2 separate regions of the Danio rerio genome follow, and region 2 is linked to region 1. The links are chromatin contacts, called in public HiCAR-type maps. All regions are on one chromosome and are shown on one strand. Each heading gives the region's core, a stretch centred on a gene start, on an enhancer-like site or on the middle of the called end of the contact. The rest is flanking DNA. Distances are from core to core; before and after follow the strand shown. Region 1 overlaps dlc1 (DLC1 Rho GTPase activating protein). Region 2 overlaps dlc1 (DLC1 Rho GTPase activating protein).

Evidence for each region. HiCAR-type assays count read pairs that join an accessible place to other places.
Region 2: a HiCAR-type map of caudal fin shows a contact between it and region 1, with 7 times the contacts expected there. The contact joins two enhancer-like sites. A contact is called at or near these places in 2 of 18 Hi-C or Micro-C datasets (embryo and an unstated tissue) and 1 of 4 datasets of contacts at active chromatin or transcription factors (caudal fin).

The regions. Positions count from the first base shown.
Region 1 is chr1:16,784,820-16,789,538 of GRCz12tu, forward strand. dlc1 (DLC1 Rho GTPase activating protein) reads right to left here. Exons shown (of 20, transcript XM_073949948.1): 17 at 2,290-2,502; 18 at 1-78. Among named protein-coding and RNA genes, the nearest start is that of pi4k2b, 39 kb to the left of the region's middle. Within about 2 kb of position 2,167, at least 9 of the 62 cell types and tissues checked have an H3K27ac peak or open chromatin away from gene starts, as enhancers often do.
Region 2 is chr1:16,951,148-16,956,614 of GRCz12tu, forward strand. dlc1 (DLC1 Rho GTPase activating protein) reads right to left here. Exons shown (of 20, transcript XM_073949948.1): 5 at 2,740-2,889; 6 at 1,975-2,115. Among named protein-coding and RNA genes, the nearest start is that of dlc1, 64 kb to the right of the region's middle. Within about 2 kb of position 3,849, at least 9 of the 62 cell types and tissues checked have an H3K27ac peak or open chromatin away from gene starts, as enhancers often do.

The DNA.
Region 1 (4,719 bases), core at 917-3,416:
GCGTTGCAGGACATCCTCAGCCGATGCAGGCACATCCACACAAACTTTCCACTGCCGCAGAGAAGAGCCGTCCTGAACCTGCCAATAAACAATGGCATCTCATGGTCATTATCAATTCTAGGAAGATTTAATCCAGCTCTTACTGCAGTCCTAGTTGAGATTTCATTTAAAGTCAGTAGAGATGTTTGGATATCCTTTTTCTCATTCTATGGGCTCAGGGTATCAGATGATACAGAGTACTGATACAGTTGAAGTACTCATACAGTTGAAGTCAGAATGATTAGCCCACTCACCCACTGTTAAATGAATTCTTTCATATTTCCCCCCCCAATTTCTGCTTAACACAGAGATTTTTTAATCACATTTAAAAACAATAGTTTTAATTTCAAATAACTGATTTATTTTATCTTTGTCATGAAGACAGTACATAATATTTACTAGATATTTTTCAAGATACTAGTATTCAGCTTAAAGTACAATTTAAAAGGTAATTAGTTAAGTTAAGAAAATTAGGCAAGTCATTAGACAACAAATCTAATACTTCAAACCAAAAGGTATATTTTAGTAAAAATAAAACAGTGCAACAAATAAATGTTGGAATGGCAGGATCACGTGTCCTCAAATGCGTTAAGTTACTCATATTAAAGCTGTAATTTTTGTGTCACCCCTCAAACTTGCAACATGACAAATGAGACGTATCTCTGTTTTATACTAGCTGATTGGTCTAGTCTGAATTACTGCCAAACTCTAGACATACTACTAGCAAACTCGTAAATATTCATTTACTGCTTCCTGTGTTTGCTTTCCAAGCAGCAAAAAATAGAATTGCGAAGCTTGCTGCCATTGGTAAAAAATAAAAATAAAAAGACTGGTAAAAAATGATAACAGATCAGTTTTTGGGGTTTAAGTACTCCTAGATACCAATGCAATTTTTGTTTTTTAGTGGTATCGGTGACATTTCTGATACTAGTATCAGAATAAGGACTAACATTAAAAACTGTATAAAGGTATACTTTAGCTGCATCCCAAATGACGCACTATACACTATGCTCTTGTCCACTATGTACTTATGCACTTACTCAACAGCACAGTACAGTATACGAGTGTAGTGTCATCCCAAACGGAACACAAATAATTTTTTACAAAGTGGAAATTCAAACCGTTTCCCTGATGACGATTGACGGTTGCCAAATAAGTGGAATAAATGACCAAACTACCAAATAATACCTGCCATGAGTGTAACAGCATTCACCATCGGGAGTTGGTATAATTACTCTCATTGGAGAATTTAGCTTTCAAAATTCTAAATATATAAAGTTGATATATAAAGTTATCCAACTTCAGTGCCAAAACGCTCTGCTCTTTCCGCTACGTAAGCAAAGCAGTGGTCGTTGAGTGTGTGAAGTGTCCAATATTCCACACGTCATTTTAATGGTTGAATAAGTGCATCATCCAGGTATTTAAAGTGCACATATTATTTTTAGAGTTTTCAATGTGAATGCACTACTTGCACTATTTAAACTACAAAATGATGCAGAATAATGCACACATAGGTGATTCGGGATGCACCTTTTGCTTTTTATACATACACAATACAAACTTTGTCATTTAAAGGGAAAACAGAAGATCTTGTGTTTTCTTTCTTTGACGTATCATGGTGTGACTTCAAAAATAAAGAGCAAAAAATAAACCTTAAGAAAATCAGCTAACATTTGTCATCTGCTCTATAAAGTTCACTATTTATGTTCTGCTCATACAAGCCGTTTGAATTATTTAGCAGAACATAGTTTGTCCACATTGAACTTGGCCGTTGTTTTATGGTCAAAAAGTACATGACAGAGGTGCCCAATCCTGTAAAGAGCAATCCATAGCTTAGCTCCAATCCTAGGACATTTCTAGGACTCCAGAAGACCTGCTTCGCATGTGTTTAAATAGCATTTGAGCTAAACATTGTAGGATACTGGTCCTCCAAGAGCAAGATTGAACACCCCTGCTTTATGGGTACATGAAACGCTGTCCAGGGAACTCTGAGTATTTTGGTTAGTGTGAAATGCCAGAACAAGCGACAAACTGATGTCATGGTGGGCTCAAGGCCAAAACAGAGCTGGGAAAACACTCTTTCACATGAAGGGAGCGGAAAAAAAAGAAGAAGTGATGTGCGGAAAAAGACACAGCTTTTCCATTAGGCACAAGCAAGAAAATGCATAAAGGAAGGAAGAGAGAGTGAACATGAAATGGGAAATAGTGTCTAAGTGACAAGTGAATAGGGTGTATATACAGTTCCCGTACCTTCTTGTATGCGAGCTCAGCGTTTTCAGGAGTCGAGCAGCTGTCATAACCTTTGAATTTGTCCTTGGCTTCTTTAAGCAGGCTATCAATACTGTCTTTGAGTAGACTTTGGTAGTTGCAAGAACCGCAGTTTTCCGCCAACACCTCCATCCTCATGGGACTCAAGCCCTGCTCCATGTAAGAGTTCCTACATCGGGACATCTCTTCTGGGATCTGAAAGACAAAGAAATATAATCATATTAACAACTGAATATGGTCACACTTTATATTAGGTTTCAGTTCTTTTAGCTCAATAAACTACTAATTTTCTGCGTATTAATAGTTATTAATGTTGATGGGTTTAGGTATTGAGTGGGATCAGGGATGTAGAATGGGATCATGCAGAATATGTGCTTTTTAACTACTATTAAACAGACAATATCTACACGGTAAGAAAAGAGATCTGTTAATTAACATTTCCCATATGGTTGTAAAATGCTTTATGAGATGTCTATCTCTGCTCTTTTGATATTTTGATGTTGAAAATTCACAGTTTAACAAAGTGACGTTTAGTTGCATTTAAGTTGTTTGAAATAAAACAATGTATAAGAAATAATATATGAAGATTTTAGAGGCTCAGTAATTGTACTTTTTTAGTAATTAACCATTTATTTTCATTGGCTTTAAAGTGAAATAACTGAAGACAAATGTAGAAGGCTGAAAAAAAAAGTTTATTTTAGAAAAGTAATTCAGAGGGCATTTAGAGGCTTTTGCATCTGAACATCTTCTGTAAAATAACAGAAAGTGTACTGGCAGTTTATTAGGTTTTTTTACCGTAATATACAACACCAACCCAGACAATAAATCATTTTTAACTATTTGAAATGTTAATAAAAGTCACTTTTTTGAACTTTTCAAAGTTAAAAGTTGTTGGAAGAAAGATAAAGCTCCTATAATTCAATTCAAACACAGAAATAAATTAGGAAAAATAAAAACATGATTAGAGAAAACTGCTAATTTACGGATATTTTTCAAAGTGTATTATAGTAATAGACCGGTAAAAGAAACTAGTTAATAGCAAGAACTGGTAAAGTTTCACCATAAATCCCTGAAAGCAATTCAGAGCAATCCAATGCAGGTCATTCTGGTTTGGTGGTTTTCGGCCAGTGAAACCAGAGTGTTCCTAAAACTGTTTACACATAGGTAGGTATAAGATGCAATTTTGTTAATCCGATTGCAAAAGAACGAAGCAAAATACAGGTGTAGTAAGGGTTTGAAAGATTTTCAACTTGTCCACTTTTGACCTGTTCAAGTAATTAAAAATGCAAAAATTGCATTTAAAGAAATGCTTGAAAGAGTTCAATCACAAAATTCTGCTTCTTCTCTCCATGTTGATCTAATTCTCAAACATTACTTGTACATAAGATTTGAAATATTTGTCACTAATTATCACTTAATTGTTACTAAATTGTGTTTCACTTACTAAGTAAATAGAACATTTTCAAGAGGTCTGTCATGTAGTAGTTGTTGTTCACTAGCATTTTCTGTCTCAAGTTGGGTTTGAAGGCGAAAACATAAAAAGCACATTGTTTTTTACCAGTGCAGATTCTAACATAAACCTAAAAGTTGCAGTTGTTAAAGCAGACATGAAAGTTGCTGCCCATTGTTATGTTTTCCCTTGTTGGCTTATTCTGCAATATTGGATTGAAAAAAAATGGCTGTATACAAGTACATGCCTGCTATAGATCAGAAGCCAGCATGATATCTTTATGATGGAAAAAAACATTTTGGTGTTTAAGGCCTGATTTTGAAACTGGAACACTAATGTGCCATTTTAAGTTTGAGCTTGTATACAAGCTAGTCTTTTCAGCAGAGACTTATTAAAGAACAGAATTAATTGAAAGAGGAACTCGTGTCTAGTTTATAACATGCAAATTAACATTAGCATTAGCTTCCCCTATGGGAGCTACTAGCAGAGAGTGAACATTGTAAGCTCAATATTACATTACCCATGACAAATCATTACAGTGGCTCACATTTTCAAAAATAAAGAATAGAAACTATTAATAAATTTAAGAGACCACTTGAAAATGTTCTATTTACTTAGTAAGTGAAACACAATTTAATAACAATTAAGTGACAAATAGTGACAATTATTCCAAATCTTATGTACAAATGTTGTCATTTAAAGCTTTTTTAAATTAATATAAATTTAAATATTTAGTTTTAACACAATATCATAGAAATTGTAATAAAAAATATTCTAAAGGAAAAAATAATGAAATGCCCTAAATGACTATATAATTTGTTTTAAATAAGTTTTTGTTGTTTTTAAATTTGGAAAAACTTATCTTTATAAAATAAAACAAATATTTAATAAATAAATGCCCTAAATGACTATGACTATATAATTTATTTTAATTGTATTAGTTTTTATCATTTTTGAAATTT
Region 2 (5,467 bases), core at 2,599-5,098, 170 kb after region 1:
ATATTGTAAAATTAAATGATTTCAATTTAAAATGACTTGTTCTCTATTTTATTGTATATTTTATTGGTATATTACTTTTGGCCAAGTTCAGTATCTTTAGACACAGGGTTTACTGTAAATATATAGGGTATAAGTATAAATTTTGTTTTTAATTTCAATGGATTCCTGCTGATCTCTTGAAAAATCACAGCACTACTGGTAGTTGTCACCAAACTTGTCCGCCTTAAAGCTTCACTCAGGCTGGGTGATTGGCACTCTTCATTTGCATTTGATTTATCATTTGCTGTGTTAGTTTAAGCATTTGATTTATAATTTAAGCATTTGATTTATCATGTAATTATTACAGGTTTAAACTGAGTTGATTGTGAAAATTAAATATCAAACACATTTGACTTCTCATTTGAGAATGCATTTTAATTTATTATTTGATCTATTTAGGCATTTGAATTGTCTTTTTTTTTGTTGGGAAAAATCTTCCATGGATGTCACTTAATGATCTTCAATTTAAGTATTTTGAAATTAATGACACATTTTATTTTTGACACCACCAATTTGTTATATCATTTCACATATTCATTTATTTCGACTATCTCACACTGAAATAGAGCTATCATTAAAAATAAGAGACCATATTAAAAATCTGTTTTTTTCTGATGGTTTGAGGTGTGTGTTTGAATAAGTATGTCAGTGCTAATATTGAAATACTTAATATTTTCTTTATTCCATAAAGCTTAAATAAAAAATGCCATTTTTCTCCCTTGGAAACTGACAATTGGACAGAAAAAAAATGCTTCAACTATGTTGTGATATAAATTAAAAGTCATTTAAATAATGTTAATGTTTTAACTATTATAGAGTTACAACTTTAATATTCTGTTGTTTTCTAAAAATGTATATACAGTATGCTGAAATGTCACAAAGCATGGCAATTTTTTTGCCATTTTATGTAAAAATTCTTCAAAAGGCAACAATTGTTTTTAACAGCAATTCTCTCACAGACACCTAAAGTGTTGTTTGCCATGTGATTCTGAAATGTGGAGTCAAGCATGTAATGTGTAATCAAATGGAATAGTCTTTCAGCTCGCCACAGAACACAAACACGCACAGAAACTGCAGACATCCAGACATGCGCATGAGATCATACGGAAAGCTTCTCTGAGTGTTTTACTGTAGTGGAAGCTGGCAGACAGTAAAGGCTGTTATTATCATGTTCCTGCAGCTTCAGCCACTCAGAGAAAAAGAAAATGAGAGAGGTCGAGAGAAAGAAAAAAGAGAGAGCGACAGTGGCTGCTGGAACCACAATGCACTCTAATTTACAGTTTACATTGCCATTCAGCATACAGAAAAGCATGGCTAAATGTTGGACATTATAGTGGCCTCTTCAAAAAGTGCTAAAATATAACTGACAGCAGGGATAGTCCATTCCAGAGCCACGAGAAAGTATGAATGCTACGCCAAAGTCCCTTTAAAGCAAGTCATTTCACTTGTCTGCCATCATCAAAAGCCTTTTAGGCAGTATGCTCGGGCATTCTGTCTGAAATGGGAAACATCAAATTCACCAAAATTGCTTGCAATGGATGCGATAAAATTTCATAATAGGGATCAACAATAAAATTAAACAACAACTCTCTTTAGTGCTATTTCTAAATGTTCGAATCACCAAAAGTCTGTAAAAACTCATAAAAACACACTGGTCTGGTCTGAGCCCTTCCTCCAGACAATCAACAGTCTTTACCGATCAATGATTGGCTCCTATACTAGAAGGCGGGGTTTTATTTGCCATACTGACCATTACACTTTTCTACATTCAAAGCATTCAAAGTGACATGTCTTGTGTATTCTATAGTCTTTGGTCATGTGAAGGTAAAAAACTCATCAGCTTATGTGATTGTGGTTGGTGGACAATTAATATTTTGTGTAAGCAGTTTTGGACGGATGGAAAGGGAAGGGATGGATGATTGCTTGTTAACTGACCTCATTTTTTGGTCTCGCTCCAGGGGTTCCGGTGGGTCCTGATGAAGACAACGATGAAGAAGAGCGATAAAGTGGGGTGTTTAGAGACTGTGAGGAGGCTGAAAGACTTCCGGCTGAATCCAGAGTTTCTAAGTCAACATCCTGTTTGAGAAAGGAGCATTGTCCTGGGTATTATTAAAAACAATCATGCACATCCAAAGTTTGTGTTTCAAACTTTTATGCTAGATACACAGTAGGACCTCAAACTAATATTTTGTCACACATGCTAATAGATGGGGACAGGCATTAATTGATTAATTGACTGACTGACTGACTGACTGACTGACTGACTGATTGATTGATTGATAGGTAAAATAAAACTAAATTAAAAATAAAAATAGAATAAAATAAAAAAATATATACTATTATTGATTATTATTATTATTATTATTATTAGTAGTAGTAGTAGTATTGATTAATTTATTTGTTTTGCCAAATTATACAAATTAAACCATTTTAAACCACTAAAATCAACCAAAGTAATCAATACATATTATAATATAACAACAGTTAAACTAAAATATTTCACTTAACATTAATTCGTACTACTTTTAGTAACATGACAACAACCAGTACTACTAATACTATTACTACTACTACTACTAATAATACTTTAGATTTATATATATATATTTAGCACTCTGTGGATGCTAGTTTTAGGTCCTGGTTGTGCTGAAGATTGTTTTGGGTTGTTTCATTCATCAGCGTCTGATTTGTGTCACTCACAGAAATGATCCGCCTCTTTAAATTGGGTGTGCTATTTAGGGAGGAGCTTAGAGCATTTTCAATCTCTTTGTCCAGCTGATCCAGCTTCATTATTAGTAGAACCATTGAGTCCAGCCGGGACCTCTCCTTCTCCCTCTCTTCATGTGAGCTCTGAAAGGAGAAAAACAGATTTTATTCAAGTAATCTAATCTTAAAACCAGAACTGACATCAATTCGATTGCTCTCATTGACCATTATTTAAACACATCACAGCAGACAAGACACAAACTCAGAACAAAAAAATACAGAATCATTATATGCAACCTGCGGAAACAATTCACTTAATTTATTATTCCTTTTTTTTTTAAAGATTGGCTGTTCAGAAAAGAAAGAATGGTAAAAGAAAGAATGGTAAAAGAAAGAATGGAAAAAAAAAGAAAAAAGAAAGAAAGATTCAATCAATTTCCAATAGTCATTCAGACAACAAACCAACCAATTATCCAACCAACCATTCAACCAACCAATCATTCAACTAATCAACCAACCAACAAACCATCCATCCAACCAACCAACCAACCAACCAACCAACCAACCAGCCAGCCAGCCAGCCAGCCAATCAACCAACCGACCGACCGACCGACCGACCGACCGACCGAATGACCGATCAATCAATCAATCAATCAATCAATCAATCAATCAATCAATCAATCAATCAATCAATCAATCAATCAATCGTCAGCTAGTCAGTCAGAAAACTAAACAATCAATCAATGTCAAACAATCCATCAATGTCAAAAAGTCAGACAGACAACCAACCAACCAATAAACCAACCAACCAACCATCCAACCAAACAACCAGTTTAAGAGCCAATACATCATGATTAATTTATTATAGTACAAAGAGTAAATAACTGAGCATTAAATGCTGATAACGACAGAACTGTTTTAAAATACAGACAGAGAATGCATTTATTGGCTTTTCAAACCCCCCTTCTGTGCATCTTTCCCACATTGGCAGAATGATGAATGCACTAAAGTGAAGCAGAGAGAGAGACAGAAGTTGTAATGCTACTCAAGCAGAGAGGAATGATGCTGGCACTTGCCCCGTGCCTGAACCAGGCCTGTGCAAACAGCCCCACACAAAGCACGGCAGTGTGTAAAGGCCTTGCATAGCTTGTTCTGGTATTTACCCTTAATACACGCTTGCCTATCAGTGAGCACACAAGCAAAGAGAGAGAGAGACACTTGGCTAATAATGAGCTAACAAAAAAATAAAATCCATTCTCCAAAACAAATTTTATCCAGACACTTTGAAGGATTTCAATAGATTGTGTTCATTTTAGTTTTTTAATTTAGAGGTCATGATAAGCATTATCTGACAGACATCTTTCATGAACATGTCTATATGGAAACAAGATCACTTTGGTAATTTCTACATATATGTAGTTGAAGACAATTAATTACCCCTCTTGTGGATTTTGTATTCTTTTTGTCGTTTAAAGGGGATTAAAATGGGTTAAACAAAATAGTTTGGCAACATTGTGTGAATACAGCCTGCCGCTGAATTGAAAAGAATACTTAATTCTAATGTTTTGTATAAAAAAGTCTGCAGAAACTTTGATTGACATTCTCCCACTGTACATGCCATCAGAGGGGGAAAGCCCTGCCTATTAACGACGATATCTCCCTAGTTGCCATAAACAGCCCTAAGTGAGAAGCAGCTGTCCACCATTAGTGTTTTCACCACATGAAAATAATGGGCTCTATTCTACTGTAATCGCAAAGTCTAAAGTGCATGGCGCAAAAGCATTAAGGGTGTGTCCGAATCCACTTTTGCTTTTTTAAGGATGGAAAAATAGGCTCTCTGGCCTGGTGCATGGTCTAACAGGGCTGTGCTTATTCTCTTAATGAGTAATGTGTGTGTTTTGAGCATAACATGCATTCAACTAATCAGAGTCCCATCTCCCATTCTCTTTTTAAAATTCAGTTGAATCACGCCATGATACATTTGCTATTTACATAGCAAGACATAGGCAGACTTTGCAAGTGGAAAATCTAAATGTTTCACGAGCGAGAAAACAGTTAAACAGGCCATCGGCAGCGTGAGCATAAAGAAGCCTCCTCCATTTGTCCTCTTTAGTTTCTCTACTTTTTTTTCTACTTTTACTCTTTACTTTACTCCTTTACTTTTGTGGAAAAGGAAATGGTGTTGTGTGCAAAACTATTCAAAACTATTTCTCAGTTCAGTTCTAATTTCCAGCAAATTAATAAATGAACAATAATAACAAAGCGTGGTCAACAAACAAACAAACACATGCCCTATTCTTATGCCCAATATCGTGATTTATACATCTCCAAAACCCAACAGGTGGGCAAATCCAAACTAGTTTTTATTAAAACAAATATAAATATGCGTATAATAAATTATACTGCTAATAATAATAACATTATACAAATGCAAATTGTCATGAGCTGAAAAAAGTAACAATGTGGAGAAGGCATGTGGGTAGTGGTTTATAAATTTATGTAGAAAATAATCATTTTTAATTTTAATGTAATATTTTAGTCTTTTTTTTTTCATTTGTAAAGATATCTGTGAATTGATGTACATCCTGTTTATATTAAGCAATGTGTAAGCATTTGAACCCACATAGGCGCATAACTAACGTGCTCTGCTCTGGACTTTACACTTGCTTTTTAATGGTCAATGGCGCAGCTTATTTCAGTTCTTAAACATCACAATGCACCA